Linked DNA regions of Gossypium hirsutum: region 1 is linked to region 2. The links are chromatin contacts, called in public Hi-C maps. All regions are on one chromosome and are shown on one strand. Each heading gives the region's core, a stretch centred on a gene start, on an enhancer-like site or on the middle of the called end of the contact. The rest is flanking DNA. Distances are from core to core; before and after follow the strand shown.

The links. A called contact is a pair of places that touch in the nucleus more often than the background predicts.
Region 1: a Hi-C map of leaf shows a contact between it and region 2, with 2.3 times the contacts expected there. The contact joins the promoter of LOC107916524 here to the enhancer-like site in region 2. A contact is called at or near these places in 2 of 34 Hi-C or Micro-C datasets (callus and leaf).

The regions. Positions count from the first base shown.
Region 1 is chrA01:94,779,519-94,787,048 of Gossypium_hirsutum_v2.1, forward strand. It overlaps LOC107916524 (squamosa promoter-binding-like protein 2), which reads left to right and starts at 5,251. Exons shown (of 6, transcript XM_016845790.2): 1 at 5,251-5,392; 2 at 6,720-6,884; 3 at 7,079-7,530. The coding sequence starts at 7,118.
Region 2 is chrA01:93,842,611-93,849,519 of Gossypium_hirsutum_v2.1, forward strand. It overlaps TRNAS-UGA (transfer RNA serine (anticodon UGA)), which reads right to left and starts at 6,808; the gene lies at 6,729-6,808. Within about 2 kb of position 3,256, at least 4 of the 9 cell types and tissues checked have an H3K27ac peak or open chromatin away from gene starts, as enhancers often do. A contact at or near this core is called in leaf, where this site is marked.

The DNA.
Region 1 (7,530 bases), core at 4,001-6,500, 940 kb after region 2:
TGCCATTCAAGTTTATGATTGTGGTCATATGAGAAATTGTTTTTGGGTGGATGTGAGATCGAGAATCGCATACTACTTTGGAGATATCATCACTTTTGATGTTACACGTCTAACAAATCGATATGGTATGCCTTTTGTACCATTCTGTAACACCCCTAATCCGTCTCTGTCGCCAGATTAGGGTTATAGAGCATTATCGATCAATCAAAAAATATTTATCATCATAACATTTAATAAATTAGTCTCAATCAAAATCATATCAAACATATCCATTTGGTCCCTAAATCGAGCCTTCGAGGCCCTAAAAATAGCTTAGAAGCAATTTGGGACTAATTTGAAACAAAACAGAAGTTTTAAGTAAAAGTTACAAAAATGTGAAAACAGGGGTCACACGGCCGTGTGGCCAGGCCGTTTGACAATCGAACAAAGGGACACACGGCCTTGTCCCAGCCCGTGTAACTTACTGAGTGGGGTCACAGGCCGTGTCCCAGCCTGTGTCTTTACCCGTGCAACTCACTGAATAAGGTCACACGGCTGTGTGCCAGGCCGAGTAACTCCCTGACTTGCCACACATGCCCGTGTCGCAAGCCATGTGCTAGGCCGTGTAACTCACTGACTTAAAATACTAGGATTTTACAAATGACACGTAGTCGTGAGCCAGGCTGTGTGTGTCACACGGTTGTATAACAGCCCATGTCCAAAGCCATGTGATCCATAAATTGACCCTAAATTCAAGTCATTTCAAGGCCAAATCATACCTAACTAACCATTCTATTTGGGCACACATTCAAGGGATTTAAACATCATTCAATCACACCTAAACATACCATTTCAAACATAAACTTAACCATAAGCTTAGCGTAATTATATACAAGCACTGTCAAACTCATAAGTTAGGATGCTTAACCATGATACAAATGTATTCAATCATATATTAGGTAAGTTCCACACATACATCATTTAATTCATCAACTTTTTCATATGATCATAAACCGTTTCATTTGTATAGTTATCGTGCCATTTCCTTTACTTATCCATTGAACAATCTAGAATTACATCAGATATTCGAGAATGCTCACACATAGTGTGCCGTTCCATATAATCGTAGCCTTTCCTTTTCAATAATGCTCACATGAGCTATGAAATGGGCCTGTTCACACAAGTTGTGGATCAAAATGTTAGCTACACGATGCTACTCACACAAGTTGTGGAGAATTCGCAACAAATACTAGACCTCAACCATCGGTAGGACATTCAAGACCAGCACCTGAAACATGAAATCCTTAATGATATGTCATCCGCATCCTAAGAATTCTTAAGGCTCAAACGAGATTCATTATATATAACACAACATAGTAAATAATCAATTAGGCTATCAATAATATGACAATAATTCATATGAATTTACCTTGATAACTAGAGTCGTAGAAGTAATGTTGCAAACTAATCCGAAGCTTTAGCCTTTCCTCGATTTAAGTTTGGTTGTGGCTTATCTTGATCTAAATAGATAATTTCATTCAATTAAGTACTTCAAGAATTCAATTTAATCCATAATTCATATTTATGTAAAATTTTAAAATTACCCCTAATAATTTAACTTTTCACAATTTAGCCCTTAAGCTCATAACTTGAATATAACTCATTTTAACCTAAATCCAATTTAACCAATGCTACAAGGGACCTTGAAACAACCCATAATTATCAAAAATTCAAAAGAAATTCATTCGACAGGAAAAAAAAGTGTAATGTTTGCAAGCAACATGGATATGCAAAAACTCCATGTTTCATTAACAAACGATTGAAGTATGTATACATTTATTTTTAAGTAGATATTTCAAATTTGAACAGTTTAATAGATTTAGATTCTTTTTTTTTATGTCTAGGGAGGATATAAATTTGTCATCAACAATAATAGATCCTATGTCATTTACTTAAGGAGATAATATTTTTAAGGTAAATTAATTAAGCAATTATATATTGATTAAATAATATTTTAAAGGACTAATTTTTTTAATATATTATGTTAGACAAAACACATTAGCGAACAAAATAACTTAATTATAAATAAATACATATGTAATAAAATATAAATAAAATGATTTATAAATAATTTATCAAATATGAAAATCAAATAAGACCATAATAAATAGTGGAAATAAATGAGAATTAAGATTTTACGAAATGTTTAGGCCTATGAAACACAGTTTCCTTAAGATAGATTCGGCCGCTCCTACGATTCCTGGAGTAACGTTGGTCGAATGTCTCCTAAGATACAACAACAATAGTGATCAAAGTAGCAGCACCTCTACAACAATTGAACAATGTCTTTTTCTATCACCGAAATGTTTGAAACTACGAAGGAGAAAAAAGAAGAGTTTTGAGAACAACAGAGTTTCGGCAAAAGAAATTATCAGAGAATATAAGTTTATAAAACCCTTCAAAAATCATGGCCTTTTATAAGCATGTCTGGCGGAGATCATATTCACGCTGGTACAGTAGTAGGTAAACTTGAGGGAGAAAGGGACATAACTTTGGGCTTTGTTGATTTACACATGATGATTTTATTAAAAAAGGTCAAAGCCGTGGTATTTATTTCACTCAATATTGGGTTGCTATGCCAGGTGTTCTGCCCGTAGCTTCGGGGGTATTCACGTTTGGCATATGCTTGCTTTGATCGAGATCTTTGGAGATGATTCTGTACTATAATTCGGTGGACGAACTTTAGGACACCCTTAGAGAAATGCACCGAGTGCCGTAGCTAATCGAGTAGCTTTAGAAGCATGTGTACAAGCTTGTAATGAGGGACGTGACCTTGCCCGCGAGGGTAATGAAATTATCTGCGAGGCTAGCAAATGGAGTCCTGAACTAGTTGAGTTGGAATTTTGGAAAAAAAATCCACAAAATCTATTTGATTTAAAAATTTCATATAAGCAAATTTTACATTGCCTATATCATGTAAGTGTGCTTTAACTCTATCAAGTTTGGACCTACATTCCCTCATTGGGCACAAGGCAAGGTTACAAACTTAATCATTCAATAATCTTTTAAGAGAGTTCACATATATAAAGACATCTCACACTTGGTATCTAACCAATGTGGGATCTAAGCCATTTTTCATTCATCACTCAACCATTTTGAGCATATGATATACCATTTTAAAGGTTTCATAGAGTAGAATATGAAACCATAATTTTATAATTCAACTCTCTACCTTTACCTATTGAGAATATGCCTCAAAATTCCCATAAAAATAATTTTTCCTACATATTATATATATATGAATATTACACGAATCTCATCTCGAAAAATTTTCCAAATATTACTGAAAAACTCAATTTACCTTAAAAAAAATTTAAATTGGTAATTCACTATTTTACTCTTTTTCTCGTATTATTACGAGGGAATAACACTAAATTTATAGTTGTTAACCTTTTAGCAAGACATTTTTTTACCTCATGTTTTGTTTTTAATCAAAATGACTTTCATTTGAGATTTGTACCTTCAGCTGACAATTTTTTTTAATCAAATAGACCTTCACTTGAGATTTGTATCTTCAACACTAAATCTATTGCTTAAATGTAGAGAAGCCACCCTTCAGCTGATGACCTGACTCCCTTGGGGGAAGCCACAGATTTAAAACAGTCGAGGAAGATGAATGTGGTCACCATTAACCAAATGAATGTAGCCCAATGCAAAAGCACAATTCCACTATCTTCAAAATTACATGTAGACACGTGCCTGTGAACATCGGTAACCCTACAACTAGAACATCCAATGTTTGAACAAACAAGCTCCCTAAGATTAAACAATTGCAGTCAAAATCCTAGCACTTGTGATGCAACCACCCTTACCTCAGACACAGTCATCGTATGTTTCTCACACTTGTCTTGCGAGCATGTCAGCCTTATCTTGCCCACCTTCTAAAGAGATAAAGGTTTTCCTTAGGGTGGGGTCTTCGAAGAGATTCAAAATAGAGCCACTCTTCAATGTCTTGTATCTTATACAATGCTTTAATGCAATTAGTTATGCTAAATTTCTCATCACTTGGTTTTGTGGTGGCCTCATAACCCATCTAAATCAGAAGCAAAAGCACAAAGCAAGTAAATAGCCATAACTGGTAGAAGCAAGTCATATGTAACAGAAGCCACAACCATGCAAAATGAAAGTACACTTCCAAATGCATATGAACTTTAAAGTCACCAATGGATCTTCTAATCCGCCGCTTTTTGGTTTTCTTCTCGCTAACCATTGTGAATCACAATCAGATAATACTAAACCCAACTCTTCTACTATTTATGAGGTAAGGCCGGAACATGGAATCATCCACAAGCTTGACACACAAAGATGTTAAATATTTTCTTTGTTTGACAATTCAACACTTGGAAGAACAATTTATATGACAGATTGATTGTGTGTAGTACGATGTTAAACCACCATCAATATCAACAAAAATGTTAATGCATAAGTAACGGCTTACTTCGTTCCAAGCCAAGGTGAGGGTGACATGTTCTCTTATGGATAACCGAGATCAAGAGTGAAAACTGCTAATATTTGAAGGCTGCAAAGATTATAGCATCAGCCCTGCGGCCGCTGTTCCCATGGCAGTATATCACACAGGGTAGAGGTTTTCCTTCAAGACTAACCAGGGTTATGTAGTGACTACATTGTAGAACATCGTCCCTATTGTTTTTAACCTCTCCGCTAACATTTTCCTTCCAACAAGGAGAACCTATCGCCCTGCCTGTGCTGATTCGTAGAATTCGGAAAAGTTTTCATGCTGCTGAGTTGAAATGATTAAGGAGGAGACGGAAAATCAATATGTCATGAGATTAATGAACTAAAATAGTCATTTTAATCCTATGAGAAGTTAACCAAGCTTTGAAAGCCTTCTAAGTATGAGAATTAAGCTGGTGATAGTGATTGCAGAAGGGAATTATTTTTTAAATAATTTAAATTGAGTTAAAAAAAATTGATTGCAGCGTCATCTTTAATTTAATACACATTTTAATACTTAATTAATTAATTTCACAATCAATCTTTATCTTGCCGTAGTTTCCAATCACGCTGTCGATCCAAGTGGATAAGAAGTGAATTAAAGCTGTCATCGTCGAGTTGACTCGTCATAGCCGAGTCAAGTGAATCGGTTGAAAATTCCTTTCTGGCTCGCTACGAACACTATTAAGTACTTCTTACCGCCACGTGTCCTTATTTTTAATTACTACAGATTTTCAAATGTATAAAATTAGAAAATAAAACGGTAAGGAAAGAAAATGCTTCCGTCCCAAAAAGCGAAGGTATTGTTTTCCGCTTTAGTTGTTTCTGCCATTGTATTTTCCTCTATTTTCAGTCTCCGAGTCAGACTCAGCTGAGGGCGATCGTAAGTAACTCACCAGTAAGTTTCTTCTCTTTCTTTTTTAAAAGATTAATAAAGAGAGTGATAATGAGGAACTAGAATTTCTAAAAATGGAGAAACATCTTGTTTTTGCACCTCAGATTGATACATTAGTTTCTTCATACCTTCTATTATTATATCAATTATTTGAACTTTAGAAAAGGTAATATGAAAAGAAAATTATGTATGCATTTTCAAAAAACAATAAATTCGTTATTGTTACTTTCCTTTTGGTATCTAGTTTTCTGGGGAAAGTGAAGGAAAACGACTACGTTTTCTTTATATATACAGTTTTTCTTTTTGTTTTTCACTTTATATTTCTGGCTGAAATTTATTTACTATAAAATGAATAAAGATGTGATGGCTGATAGCTGGTAAGGGAGCAGATAGTTTCTAAAATTTATTTTCTGTCATGATTTCTATAAAAGAAATTAGTTTTCTTATTTCTGTTTCTGTTTCAGTGCGGAACTACTAACTTCTGTATGCAAAATAAATTTACGACTTATGAGTATAATTTCATTTCTTGAAATGATTCTCTTTTGATGCATTTCTTGTATTTGACTTTTTTGTTGATTGCTTCTTATATTTTCCGTAGGAGTAAGAACTACGAAGAGGTTGCTGGGTACCTTTCTTTTTCCCTTCTTAAGGCTATAACTTTTGATTTATGGTAGATTAGGGTTTAATTCAAAATTTTTTTTCAAGTATTCATCGGTCTCTTGTGGGTCTCAGTCAGGGACCTACTTTGTGGGATTGCCCGGATAATTGAATTATTGAAGTGAATTATTGAAGATGTGAAATTTTTTAGAGTACGGTAACATCAGCGAAGTTTAATCGTCAGATTTTTTTTTCTTTTACCCCTTGAAAACTGTTACTGCTTCCTATAATAATTGGTGAGAGAGAGCCTATTGTTAATGGTGCAAAAACCTGGTAGTTAGTTTCCGATGGGTTGATAGATAAGGGTAAACTCCTCTAGGATTTTGGTCCAAGTGTTGCAAGTTTAGGGAGCGCTTTGATGCACACACTTATTTATTTGGGACTGAAGTGAAACTTTTTATCCGGATGGTGTAGGCTTACTTATTACAAGAGTGAATAGTGAGATCCTTTGGAATTATGCTATTAACATGTCATTGTCTGCAGAATGAAAGGAGAAAAGCTGTACTACTTTTCTTGCTCCGAATTTTTAGACCTAATCCATGATTTTTTTGCATCCTTGGTTAAGTTATCTGTTTTAGAAAGATGGAAATTGATATCTGCGTAAAAACTTGCTTGGCTTGAAAATTGGTTGCTAGTTTAGTTCAACCTCTCTGATATTTGTTGCATTTTTCAGTGAAGCATATTTGAAGTGTCATCAGCAAATGCTTTTAGCGAAAAAAATTGGGGAAGGGGTGAACGAACTATTGTTATGTTAAAGTGGATTGACATTTTTCTAAGTTGCACTCCTCTAGATCTGAAAAACAGAGATGATTGGACTCTGATGCTGTTGGATGTATAGGTAAAATTTGTTCTTTACATAACAGAATGATTTCGCATAATTTTGGTTTTGCATGCTCTGTATTCATATGGAGTCCACGAATGGTTTCCTTCATGTATAGTTGAATTTAGCATAATTGAGTCTTCTTTGCCCTGTTTATTTTCTTTATGAATTGAACAAACGTCAAAGGTTATACTTTCAGGATCTGGTGACAGGTTGCTTCTGTTTTATATGAAGACTGTGCTTAGTGTTCTATGAGTTTTATCTCTCCGATGGATTGGAATGCCAAAACGCCTTTGCAATGGGACTGGGAAAACTTGATGATGTTAAATGCAACACCAACTGAAATTCCAAGGAAGCTCAGACCTGAACAGTGGGATATTGATGGAGAGGGAGGAATGAACTCTGGGTCTTTCTATTCTTCTGTTGCTGCTGGAGGTAGTGGTGGTTCTGCCTCAGATTTGGGCCTTGCTTCTATGTCTAAAAGTTCAAAATCGGCATCTATTAATTCTTCTTCTATGGGGGAGGTAAAAATGACCAAATTTACTTCGGAAGCCTTTGAAGCTATCCCAGATGATATTAGCAACCAGAACGAAGCTTTCAGGGCTGAGCTGGCTGGTACTTCCCCAACACTTGAGGCTTCAGTTGGCTCTGGTGAGCCATTGCT
Region 2 (6,909 bases), core at 2,006-4,505:
CATAAATGTTGGTATACATTACAATCAGAAGAAGGTTCAACAAAATACCTTGATCAATAACATTTTACTTAGCATATAGTTCATCAATACCACAAACCTGTGCTCATAACCAGACATGTGTTTGCACTTCAACACTTAACATGCATCAATATTTCAGTAGAAAATCTCATAATAGAGCAACATCTCATCATTAGCAGAACATGCAATATAATTTTCCAAGGACCACAATCCAACTCAAAGCATTGAAACATGCAAGACAAAAATTGAAAGTTTGAGTTTAAGAACTCACCAGCAAAATACCAAGAAGTTGAATCCTCCTCCATCCAATTAAATTTTCTTTGATGCTTGGACCTCCTCCTTCGGCTTTAATAAAAATTCGTAAATTCCACGATTATCCAGCTAAATTGTAAATTCCTACCCACATGCAAGTCGGTTTCTTCCCTTCTATTCTCATCGTTCCAGAGCAAATAACCAATAAAGGAATGAAAGATGAAAATGAATTTCCAGCACAATCTCTAACCCCAGTTAACTACTCTCCATATATCCCCCATTACCCTTTCCCACTATCTTCAAATAACATTTTCAAATTTAAGGACATCAACATTTTTTCATCCACTTATCTAATCTTATAGTTACAATTAAACTAATTTAGTTGAAACCCAAATATCTAATAACCGGCCATACAAGGACTTTCCAATTTACTATATTGCCCAAATTAAACTAAAATCATTATAATTTTGCACAAAATAATTCCATAGGATCAAATCGAAATAAATTTAAATAAGCTAAGAATATGATTCAAATAATCCAAACTTTAATTTGACAATCCAGGTGTGACAATAAACCTACTTATCCTATTCCTTATTAACGTTGAGCCCCTTTAAGCATGTCATATAAGATTCACTTCAGCCAAATTCTAAAGCTATACTAATCAAGTCTGTAACACCCCAAACCTGACCTAGACGTTATGGCCGAATCTTGAAAATTACATTAACGACGTGCGAAATTATTTATTTATTTTGAAAAAAATAGAGGATTGAGTTTGAAATCATAAAAATTTCTAAGATTGACTAATTTTTTCTTTTCGAAAAATATTTAGTAAAATGTATTTATTCTTTAAAAAAGAAAAGCGTCATTTAATTATAATGTTGTTTGAAAACATCTAAATATGAAGGATCTTATATTATAATTATAAAAATGATTTCTTACAAAGAAGGCCGCAACGATTTTCATAAATCTATTTAGGAAATTTACAAATTATCATTTTGTTTAAAATTTAGGAAAAACATAATTAATTTAGAAAAATGGCATTATTAAAAACACTTAAAATCTCATAATTTTGCATGCATGTGTGATAGTTTAAAGTCATAAAAATATAAATCATAACCAAAATAAAGTTAAAGTCCACAGTCCAAAAGTCCACAAAAACACAACCTACAATCCAAATAGTTAAAAGTCCAATAAATATCAATGATGTAAAATTTTCCGAGAGGCTCCACCAAGAGCTGATCCAAGTCCTATGTTTGAGTGCTACTTGAAAAGTTGAAACACTAATGGGGTGAGCTTTTTTTTAGCCAGTCTGAGATTAACTCAAACTCATTCACAACATAAAACATATACTATACAAAGTCATAAAATCACATATCTCAATATTTCATAAGCATATCACGCATGATGATGTCAATGCATAATTCATAAAACAATGTAGATTTTAGTAAAAATGATCCTCCCCATATCCGCTACACACCATAGTCGAGTTTACCCAGAACTCGACCAAACAACACACCAAATTGTGAATAGTGTCATAGTAACGTAGATAAACTGCCATATAATTAGAATCATGAATTGTGTCACATCAATGCAGATAAACTACCATATACTTCCATCTTTCAGGCATCCCACCCCATGCATGTGATATGGCCAAAACACTTAAAATCATATAGGCATGTTTAGCATGCAAATCACATATGTACTCAAGGTACCAAATTTTCACATCTTATTTTCATACGAATATCACATATTTCATACGAATATCACATATTTCATATAATCACATAACATGAAAATGAAATATGCATATTTTTCATATTATTAGCAAACATCAATATCACACAACATACATTTCATAAGTATACGGTTTAAGAAAAACACTTACTTGATAGAAATTCATAAGGATGACTTATCTCACTTTATGGATACATATAGTATCCCCATCAAACAACATTATTTTAATTGCAACATTTTTATCAATATAATAATATTCTTAATTAATTTAGTGTTAAAACTCACACTTGATCCGATGTGTAATTAATCTCCCAGAACACCCAGTCAAGGATCTACAATTAGATTTCCTAATCAAACAACAAATGGCGATCTTGAGTTAAGACTATCATCTTTAAGGTTAATACAACAAATCGATTATCAATTATTATTAACACTTATCCTTAAAAGATCTCTCAGATTAGCGATTTAATCCCAACGGCTAACGGCCTCTCAAGTTGATGTCGAGTGACCCCTCTACACATAATATGTATGAAATATTAATCATTATGAAAATAAATCACTAAGGTCCTCCCTTAAGTTATCGGCCATGGGAAAATAATAGAGAGGAGAAACTATTTCTACACTCCTTTAATACTTACTCTAACATGAATGAAACGGATGATCAACGAAACGATTTGATCACGAATCAAAGGAGAAGAAATGATCTAAGAAGTGGATTTATTCGAAAATAAATCCAAGGAAAGGTAGAGTTCAAATTAGGATTTAAATAAAATAAAATAAAAATAATGAGTATTTGAAATGAATAAGAAAACAAGAAGAGATCTCCACTGTCGGTGATGGTGCTACGGTGGTGACGGCGACAATGATCCTTGATAAAGGCACAGTTCTGGTGGAGGGCAAAGAAAAGAGGTGGGTTCGATCACTTCTTTTAAAAAAGAGAGAATAGAATAAAAAAATAAGAAAAAGATAAAATGCACGGTGGTGCACGGTGGGTGTTATGGTGGAGGAGGCGACGCTTGCAGAGAAAAGGGAAGGGAAGATGCGGCAAGGCAGTGGCTTGACGATGAGGTGGTGGTGGTGCAAGGCTAGCTACGGTGGAGGAGAAGAGAAAAGAAAATAAAAAGAAAAATGAAGGGTAACCAAAAAGAGAGAAAAAATGAAAAAGGGAGAGGTTGCGGATGAGCTAATGGTGGGATAGTAATGAGAGGGAGGGTATGCCAAATTGGGTGAGAAGGATTATGGTCAACCATGTCTAGGTTCATTGAACCTCACACAAGGCATTTGTAAACAGAAAAGGGAAGAGAAGGAGACAAGGGAGTGAAAAAGAGGATTATGTTTGGTTAAACATGGAATGTTGACTAACAAAAGATGGAAAAAAAACTCCCTAAGCAAGGCATGTATGGGTGGACGGCAAAGGTGTTTTTAGGACTTAGGAATTTCACCAAAAAAATTAATTAAAAATATGTTAAATTGGTGACTTAAACTTAGGACCTCTAAGATAACTTTGGAGCACTCAACCACTAGGCCAATCATTTGTTTTTAACTTAGCACATAGTAAGTAAAATATATGGCATGTGACTAATTCATTTAAATTATTCGAATTTTGGGGCCCAACTTATATTTTAATGATTCATTAGGCAATAGCTTATGAAAAGTTCATGCAGAGATTACTCTCCCTCATTTTAAAGCTTTATTTCTAAACTTTTCAAAGCATGCATATACATATATTTATCATTTATGGCACTTATTTTCAATTGGATCCATCCATTCCATTGTAATTTCCTTAACTAGGGCATATACTTTTAGAGTACCTTATCAATTTAAATTCTCATTTTCTTAGCTATACATTTACCTTATTTTCATCCATTTTAGTAATAAAACATTTAGTTCTTGACCTTAACTTTTGCTTTTATCCATCTATAGTCACATTTAAAATTAATTATCAACATTTAATCCATTATCGCCTATAATAAACTTTAGTAAAACTGACTCGCATATACAAGACTCCTTCACCACACCAATGAGCACTAAAGTGCTAAACTGTAAAATAGCATAAAACATCCCTCCACCACACTAAAGAGCTCATAAGACCATAAACTACACCACACCATAATGCAAATAAGTGCAAGGCCCAAAGGTGATAAAAAGTGCACATAAGCGTGAAACCTATGACAAAACTCTAACACGCTATAGCCCTTAATTGGCATGTCAATTGTATGTTAACATTTTACTAAGTCTAGTAAGGCACATTATGATATTTACTCATATCATATATCCATATAAATCGTCACTACACTTATTTATTTTTTATAATCATTTCCACAATGGGTCATTATGACATAATATGTCTATATTTAGCAAAATTTAATCTTTCAAAACAGAATTGCCTACTTGAGTAGCTGTCAATAAATTATTTATTTGTCAATCCAAAAAATTCAAAATAAAAATCTGTTCGATATTTTAAAAATTATACTCTTGAACCTTTCAACCACAAAATTTCCAAAATTTATGCTTTTACACATGCTAGCAAATTTTAAAGGTTAGGGCAGAGTTGCTGGCCTACTACCAAACAACTGTGACCTCTCTTCATTCAAAAATAATTTAATTTTAAAATATAATTTATAAAAATTCACCATTTATTTTATTAGAAACTATACTTAATAAGAGTTTTATAAATATAAGACTTGTGTTCTAATTCATTTTATACAATTCTTAACAAATTTTCAAAATCGAAACAAAGGATGCTACTAACAAATTCAACCTTCCCTCATAGTTATCTCTTATTGTATAATTTGGATGCAAGTTCTGTTTGTTCCAATGAAAACTAGACTCTATAAGATTTAAAACCATATGTGGCTTAACTTCTAATTCAATTTCTTAATTTTTGGTGAATTTTCGAAGTCACACTACTATTGCTGTCCAAAATTGTGTTAGTACAAATGTTGATAACCAAATTATTCAAGTCACATATTAAACACATTCACCCAAAAACACATTTCATATTTATTTATATAATAAATCACATGTTTATTACACTATTTTCATATTAATAACTTAAATTTATTATTATCCTAAACATTTTAGCATAAGAAAAGTAAGAATATCCAATGATACTTACCTCTTGGAAGCCTAAATACTGAAAATCAAGTTAGAATATCCAGTGATACTTACCTCTTGGATGCCTAAATACTGAAAATCAAGTTTCCAAATACTTGTTTGCATTTTCTCAATTCTCATACAAAAAATATATCAAAATATTAATAGCAAAATTTTCTGAGCTTTCTCATAACCATTAAATTCGAATATCGAGCTAGGAGAGTTAGAAAAAAAACCATTCTTACCTTGATGAAACTTTCTATCTCTATCTTCATTTTCTCATACTAAAACTCCTTTAACCCTAGGCTACCACTAAATAAACTGATGGAGGAATTTAGCTTAGGAGGTTGTTTCATGGAACTTTTGACAAAATCTCAAGGTGGTATTTTTTAGAGAACATGAAGAAAAAGGCAAGAAAATGAAAAAAAAGAAGGGAACTAGCCATGGGAGGCTACTACCTACTTGGAAAAGAGAAAAATGAAGGCTGATGAGGTTCTTTTTCCTCATAAAAAGACCAACAAATGGACCCGAGGCCCATGTTCAACTATTCAAGTCCAATTTTTGTGATCCAATTCTTTAATATGAGGTTCCAACAATCCAAAATATTTTCAAATATAAAATATCACACTTAAATATTATTTCCATCATAAAAGTCTCGAGAATTGATCAAATTACCCTTTCATAGCAAAATTACTATTTTGCCCCTTTTGTCCATTTTCACTATTTCTTCTCAAAATTTTATACTTAGACCAATTCAAATTCATATGTAAAATTCATAATAATTCTTCAATATAACTCCATAAGCAACAAGAATTATAGTTTTTCTCTTTTCTCACTAACAATAGGAAAATAACAATTTAGTCCCTCTACTTCTAGTTCTTTTTAATTTAGTCCTAAAAGTGATTTTCACACTACCGAGTCATATTCCAATTTATTTTCATGTCAAATAGGCAATAAAAACTCTTAATTTCATTTTTTTAATTTTTCATTTTAGTCCTTTAACATTTCAATATTTGTTATTTAGTCCTTTCATCACATTTTCACCTATAAAGTTCTTTTCATTAAATCCCATAAAATTCTTTTATTTGAAAAATTTTCCAATTTTCTCAATAATTCACTATACCCACTATCAAAATAGTGCCACATGTCAAACTGGAAATTTGAGATTTTACTAGTATGAGTCCTTTTATAAACATTAAACAATTTAAAATAATATTAAATGATTTAATTATTTTTGGAGAAATCCACTTAATGACATATAAAAATATATAGACATGTGGCGATAGAATCCACTTTTCGTGACATCTCAATCAGCATTTTGTTTGGTGTTTAATCGAAGAATAACCAAAACAATCAAAATTCTTAACGACAATACTTCAATTAACAAAAAATTTAAAGTGAATAAAATAAGATAACAACACTTTTAAAATGACTATCTAAATAATTTACCTTAAAATAAAATAACAAACTTTAGTGCATGCTAGTTACAATATATGATTTCTTCTTCTTGTTGCTATCCTTGTGACAGCTTATAATTGCCATGTCCGATCCTCATTTATAGCGAGTGGGGGACTCTTTTATGAGTTGGACGTATGTTCGGGAAAAAAACCAAAACAAAAAGTACAAAACGTCGACAGCAGGGTTCGAACCTGCGCGGGCGTAGCCCAACAGATTTCAAGTCTGTCTCCTTAACCACTCAGATATCGACGGTTTTGTTTAGCGGACTTGAAAGTATATTATTACTCTTTATCAACAAAGTCCAACTTTATACGCAGGCTGTTGATATGCTTTCAACAAACCTAGTAATAT